Linked DNA regions of Neogale vison: region 2 is linked to region 1. The links are chromatin contacts, called in public Hi-C maps. All regions are on one chromosome and are shown on one strand. The core of a region is the stretch at or near the end of the contact, and the rest is flanking DNA. Distances in the headings are between cores, read along the strand shown. Region 1 holds the start of STK17A (serine/threonine-protein kinase 17A). Region 2 holds the start of LOC122904643 (cytochrome c oxidase assembly factor 1 homolog).

Region 1 (3,448 bases), core at 543-3,042:
GGCGCCTAGGTGGCTCTGCCTTCGGCTTAGGTCATGGTCTCAGGGTCCTGGGATCGAGCACCACATCGGGCTCTCTGCTCAGCGGGGAGCCTGCTTTCCCCTCCCCCCGCCTGCTTCTCTGCCTACTTGTGATCTCTGTCAAATAATAAATAAAATCTTAAAAAAAAAAATAGTGGGCACCATAGCGAAGTGTATCTTGCTCTGAAAGGTATTCTTCCTTTTATGACCAGTTGGAATAAGGATGACATGTTTAAGGTAGATTCCCCTCAAAAACATAAACCAAAAAACCCCCAACCCCTATTTATAAAAGCCAGCTTAATATATGCAAAATTGAGCTTTTTAAATACTGCTTGTGAGCAATGTTACAAGACCTTCCTTTCCCAAGACCCCAGATGAGGGCAGTCACCACCGTCAGGCCCTTGCCCCATCCCACCGTGGCGCTGTCTGGCAAGCCCGACAGACGTCTGCAGCAACGGCGGACGTTTAGGGAGTCTCTGTGCCAGGACCTGCAGCATGTGCTTTACAGGCCTGTCACCCGCACAGCACCCCCGCGAGGGAGGCGGGCACGGTCATGATACTGATTTTATGGGTGAGAAAGCAGGAGTCGAAGTGATCCACTCGAATGCACACGGAGCGGGCCGGCCAGGCTGAACGCGCTCAAGTCTGACTCCAACACCGACGCCTCGGACTTCTCCCAACTGTTCGTAAGGAAAAGGGGAGTCGGTCCCCAGACCCCTGGCCCTCACCCCTCATCAACACGCACAGTGTAAGGTCTCCAAGCAAGCCTTCGCCTTTCACAGTTTTCACGAAGAGCCGAACGAAGAGCGGCGGCGGGAGGAGAGGACAAGGGCCGGCTGGAGCAGAGGGGAAAGCGCGAGGCGAGGGCCAAGAGCCTGGGAGTAAAACCGATGTGACCTGGGCCACAGAGACCCAAATACTTCACAACTAAAGTCGCACGAAACCAAGAAACCGAAAACGAAGTCGGCGCGAGGCGGAGACGGCCGCCCGGCGCGGGGGCAGCGGAAGCCGTCCCGCCCCGCTTCGCCTTCGCACGGCCACGGAGGGGACCGAGCACACACGCGCGAGCTGAAGGGCGAAGCCAGCGCCGACTCCGCAGCTGCGGCTCCCCGGGAAATGCACGCAGCTCCCACGCCCCCCTCGCCGCCCAGCATGGAAAACGCCTCAGACGCCGGAAGGGCCTGCGCAGAGACGGGGCTGACGGCCCGGGTCCCCGCCGTCGGGGGACTCGGTCACACCCGCTGCCGGGTGAGAGCCGCGCGCCGGGGAGCGCCTCGCCGGCTGCGGGGACAAGCCGTGGCGCGCGGAGGGCTGGCTGCTGCGACTCGACCGCCCCGCCCGCTGCCCGCCGCCCGCACCCAAGTTTGTGCCAAGTCACGGCGCGCGCTATCGGCCCCGGGCCCGCCACCCCCACGGCACCCGCCCGCCGGCTTCTGGCACTTATCGGCCGCCGGGCCCCGCCCGCCTCACCTGCCCAGCTCCCGGCCCGGGCTCAGGCTGTAGCCGTCCTGGAAGGGCTCGGTGCGCACGGCGGTGCGGATCTCCGTCAGCAGCCCGCGGGCCTGAGGTGGGGGCGGCGGCCGGCGCAGCGCACCCAGACTCCCGCCAGCCCGGCCCGACCCGGAGGCGGCGGCCGAGGGGGAGCCGCGGCTGCCGGGCTTCTCCAGGGGGATCATGGTGGACCGGCACGCTTCCTTTCCGGCCGCCCCGCTCGCTCCCGGCTGCCCGCGGGTAACGGTCCCACCTGCAGCCGCCTCACGCGGACCCAAGAGCCTCCACGAAACCGCTCTCCCCCGCGTCAGCGCGCTTTAACTGCGGCGGGCGGACTCCCGGCGTCCTGCCCACGTCCTGCCCCGCCCCTCGCCCTGCCCCTAGCCCCGCCCCTCGCCTGCCCGCTCGGAGTCGGGAGCGCAGGGTATCTCACGCGCTCCCTCTGCAGCCGAGAGGGAGAGAGTGCAGCCTGGGGGGCCGCTCCGGCCTGGGGGAGAAGAAAAGCAGCACTACCCTTCCGAAGCCAGGGCGCCCGGCCCCAGTTGCACACCTGTTGAACATCTGAGTGCTCCAAAACTTGGTCCCTCCGTCAGTGAAAGGCATAAGTGTTGCCAGCTGGCGCTTTACCTTGGGCGTGGGGCTTGGCGGGGGGGGCGGGTTGTTATGAGACTGAGCAGGGCTGCTGTACAGCACGGGGAGTTGACCAGGGCACCTCGTTCCTTCACACACTGGGAGGAAATCTGGAAGCAGAAGTTGAGTAAATATTATTAACCCCTTACTCTAGCCCTATGCAATACGCATTATTATACGTCTGTTGTCTTCTCTGTATTTAACATGGTGCTCTCGTCTGGTATTTTTTTTTTCTAAATATTAGGGGGTTATTTTGTTTGTTTGTTTTAAATGGACTTTAGGGACGTCTGGGTGGCTCAGTGGGTTAAAGCCTCTGCTTTGGGCTCAGGTCATGATCTCAGGGTCCTGGAATCGAGTCCCCCCCAGCATCGGGCTCTCTGCTGGGCGGGGAGCCTGCTTCCTCCTGTCTCTCTGCCTACTTGTGATCTCTGTCTGTCAAATAAGTATATAAGAACAAAATAATTAAAAAAATAAAAAAAATTTAAAATGGACTTTATTTTTTATTTTAGAGAAATTTTAGGATCACAGCAAAACTACCTGAAAGGTACAGAGATTTCCCACATACCTTCTCCCTCTCTCATCTGGTCTGTTTTTAATTGAATTAAAATAGACACACAATATTGTATTAGTTTCAGGTGTACAGGATAGTTAAGTATGTTTTTATACATTATGAAATGATCAGCATCATAGGTCTAGTTGCCATCTATCACTATACAAAGTTATTACAATATTATTCACTATATTCCCTGTGTTGTACATTACATCCTCATGACTTATTTATTTTTATCTAGAACTTAGTGCCTCTTAATCCCCTACACCTATTTTGGCCCTCTTCTATCTGCCTCCCCTCTGGCAACCACCTGTTAGTTCTCTGTATCTATATATCTATAAGGCTGTTTATGTTTTGTTTTGTCTTGTTTTTAGATTTCATATATAAATGAAATTAAATGGTATTTGTCTTTCTCTGACCTATTTCACTTAACATAATACCCTCTAGGTCCATCCATGTTCTTGAAAATGGCTAGATTTCATTCTTTTTAAGGGATGAGTAATATTCCATATATATATATTCTCTGAATCTTCTGCATGAATTTACCTTCCAACCAATAGTGCATGCCCTCACCAACACTTGTTATTTCTTGTCTTTTTTATAATAGCCATCCTAACAGCTGTGGGTGGCTATCTCCTGATCATTTGGACTCCCATCTCACTGATGACTAGTGATGCTGAACATCTTTCATATGTATGTTGACCATCAGTGTGTCTTCTTTGAAAAAATGTCTATTCAGGACCTCTGCCGATTTTTAAA
Region 2 (3,155 bases), core at 342-2,841, 150 kb before region 1:
AACACAGGGAACTCCAGGTTTGAAATGACATTGAACTTGACTAGTCTGGTTATGGAACATATCAAATTTAGATTACCCACGAATACTGAGACTCTACTTTTTGGAGGAAAGGTACTTGAACTTCAAATTTGACATTAAAAAAGTAAATAATGATAGTAATAGTGGTGATGATGACGTGGGAAACAAAGGCAGAAGAAAAATTTCCTTACTGCTTGCTGCCCATTGACAACAAAACAGGCAGAGTGACATTCCTCTAGGGACTCAGCTGCCTCGATGTTGACACTTTGCTAAGGGCAAAATGCAATTTTAGCCTAATCCCCAGGACCCCGTAGGTCTTCCATAACATATAGAAATTCCTTTGGAAACTTCCTTTATCTTTACTCCCCAAGATACCTGTTAGCGATCATCCCCCAAGCATATGACCCATAGATATATATCTGGAGGGTCTCATGACTGAGGTTTTATAAGATCTTTTAAATGACCTTTTCCCAACAATGAGTAAATCCCTCAATCTTCTGGAAACCTCGTTTCCAAAATTCCTTAGAGACTTACGCTAACCCTAACCCCTTACCGACTTGAAGGTATTTAATCACCACCCATTAACAACCCCATTGCAGCTTTCTGCGCACAGGTTCTCTCCCTGAACTTTCATAAAACCAGCTTTTTGCACTAAAGACCGCTCAAGAATTCTTTCTTGGCCGTTGACTTCGAGCTCTAACATCCTTCCTAAAACAATGACTGCAGGGTTATGATCAAAATGAAAATAAGGATAGCTAACATTCATTGATGACTTACACGGTGCCAGACCCTACTTAACTAAGCACTTTAGATCCTCATAACAAATGTACCAGATTGTTATTATTCATTTTATTATTTAAAAATTTTTTTAAAAAAAATTTATTTATTTATTTGACACACAGAGAGATCACAAGTAGGCAGAGAGAGAGGGAGAAGCAGGCTCCGCTGAGCAGAGAGCCCGATGCGGGGCTCGATCCCAGGATCCTGGGATCATGACCTGAGCCGAAGGCAAAGGCTTTAACCCACTGAGCCACCCAAGCGCCCCTCATTTTATTACTTAACTTAGGTTACATTGTTTTTTCTTACCCCCTTGTATTCCCTGGAGCACAGTAGGCATTTAATAAAAATTTGGTGAATAAAAGGAAATTTAATGTTGCCAAAGTTCTCAGCCGAATGGGGCAAGATGGACTTTAGAGCCAGAGCGGGACCCCGATGGTCAGTGGTTTCATGCCCTTGGAGGTCAGCCAAAGCGCCAGAGCCCTGCAGGAGCACATAAACCGGTGGTTTAAATTCCCTCCACTATCGCAGCAGGACTCAATGTACGCTGAGGGCTAACGAGACGCTGAAAGCGGAAAGAGAGGCTCTGACATGCGGGTGCGAGTGGGAGCGTCTGAGAAGCTGAGGCGCACCCCCTCCCCCCACCTCCATCTGGGAATCCCGGCCTGGGGCTGTGTTTGGCCGACCGGAGTCCGGAGCCCAGCCCAGCCGGCGCGACCTGACGCTCTACACCTGCGAGGATGCCGCACCGGAAGTCTCGACTGCTCTTTGCCGGCGTGCCGGCGTGCCCGCAGGCTGGCTTTTCCCGCCCACTCTACCGCGCCCGGAAGGAGGGCGCTTGCGTTCCGCTGCATGCTGCGCAGAAGCCCGGCAGGTTAGGTGCCGCGTCGCTCCAAGCGACCAGGTCTTTATGGAAATGTTTGTTCCCGCGGTGTGGGAGGCTGCGTTTGCGCTTCCTGTGGGCTGCTGCCCGGGGTCACCTCCCGGCGGCTCGCCCCTTCGCTCGGTCGCGACCTTCCCGCTGTATGCTTGGCGTCGGGGGCCCTTGGTGGGCTCCGCGCCTTGGGTCGCGGCGAGGTGCTTCCTCCCTCCGACCCGGGGGTTGTGGGGCGGTGGGCAGCAGCTAGCCGTGACCTTGCCCTGCCGTCCGCGTCCAGCGTTCGTAAGAGCGCGTTTGTGAGGAGCTGGGGGTCCCCTCTGAGGGGTGGAACTGGGCGCCTTGCGGGCGGTGCTGCGTTACCCCAGCGTGAGGGAGACCCTGCCAGGACGACTGGGAAAGGGTTTCCTGATAGCGGTCGTCGTGATTTTTGTCACCGTCGCCCTTGCACTCGCTGCAGGGTTCTGGCAGTAGAAATCATTTCTCGTGTTAGGGACAGGGCATCTGCGTGTGTGCGTGTCAGTCGGTGCGATGTGTATAATAGTAAAAATCCACAAAAATTCTTGTATTTTAATACTTGGTTCTTCTTGAATCCCGTTCTTATCTGTGGGGTATTGCTATACGTTTAAGGCATTTTATTGCTCGTTTCGCCTTTGTACAGAAGTAACGTGTCTGCTTGAAGTTTGCACGTACGAAACGCAGATCTGATTATGTTATTCCCATGCTCAGAAGCTTCCTGACCTTCGACGATGATACAAATTCTTCTGCCTGGCTTCCAGCCCTTTCAGGGTCTCAGGGTCTTGCTAATGCTGAGTTTCTCAGTCAGCTCTGCTTAGGTATATACCTAAGAGTAGAATTGCTGGGTCATAGGGTAATTGTATGTTTCCCATTTTGAAGAACTGCCAGATTGTTTCCCAAGGCAACTGGACCATGTTATATTCCCATCAGCAGGACATGAAAGTTCTGATTTCTTCATATCGTTGCTAATACTTTTCATTGCTTTTTTTTTTTTTTAAGATTTTATTTCTTTGACAGATCACAGGTAGGCAGAGAGGCAGCAGGCAGAGAGAGAGAGAAAGAGAGAGGAAGAAGGAGGCTCCCCACTGAGCAGAGAGCCCGATGGGGGGCGCGATCCCAGGACCCTGAGATCATGACCTGGGCTGAAGGCGGAGGCTTAACCCACTGAGCCACCCAGGCGCCCCTCATTGCCTGTTTTTTTTTTTTTTTTTAATTCTAGCCATCCTATGTGACATGACCCTGGGTGTTGTACACAACTGATAAATTATTGAACACTATATCTGAAACTAAATATGTACTATATATTGGCTAATTGAGTTTAAATTAAAAAAAAATTCCAGTGGTTAAGAAAAAAATTCTAGCCCTCCCAGTGGGTGTGAATGGTGTCTCGTTGTTTTGATTTTCATTTTCTTGATGGGTAATGATGTTGAGCAAGGTCTTCTCATGTGCTCAGCTATTTGTATAT

The links. A called contact is a pair of places that touch in the nucleus more often than the background predicts.
Region 2: a Hi-C map of muscle shows a contact between it and region 1, with 7 times the contacts expected there. The contact joins the promoter of LOC122904643 here to the promoter of STK17A in region 1. A contact is called at or near these places in 2 of 3 Hi-C or Micro-C datasets (fibroblasts and muscle).

What each region holds. Positions count from the first base shown.
Region 1 is chr4:128,580,174-128,583,621 of ASM_NN_V1, reverse strand. STK17A (serine/threonine-protein kinase 17A) reads right to left here and starts at 1,792. Exons shown (of 7, transcript XM_044245673.1): 1 at 1,489-1,792. The coding sequence starts at 1,694.
Region 2 is chr4:128,726,329-128,729,483 of ASM_NN_V1, reverse strand. It overlaps LOC122904643 (cytochrome c oxidase assembly factor 1 homolog), which reads left to right and starts at 1,591. Exons shown (of 6, transcript XM_044245674.1): 1 at 1,591-1,669.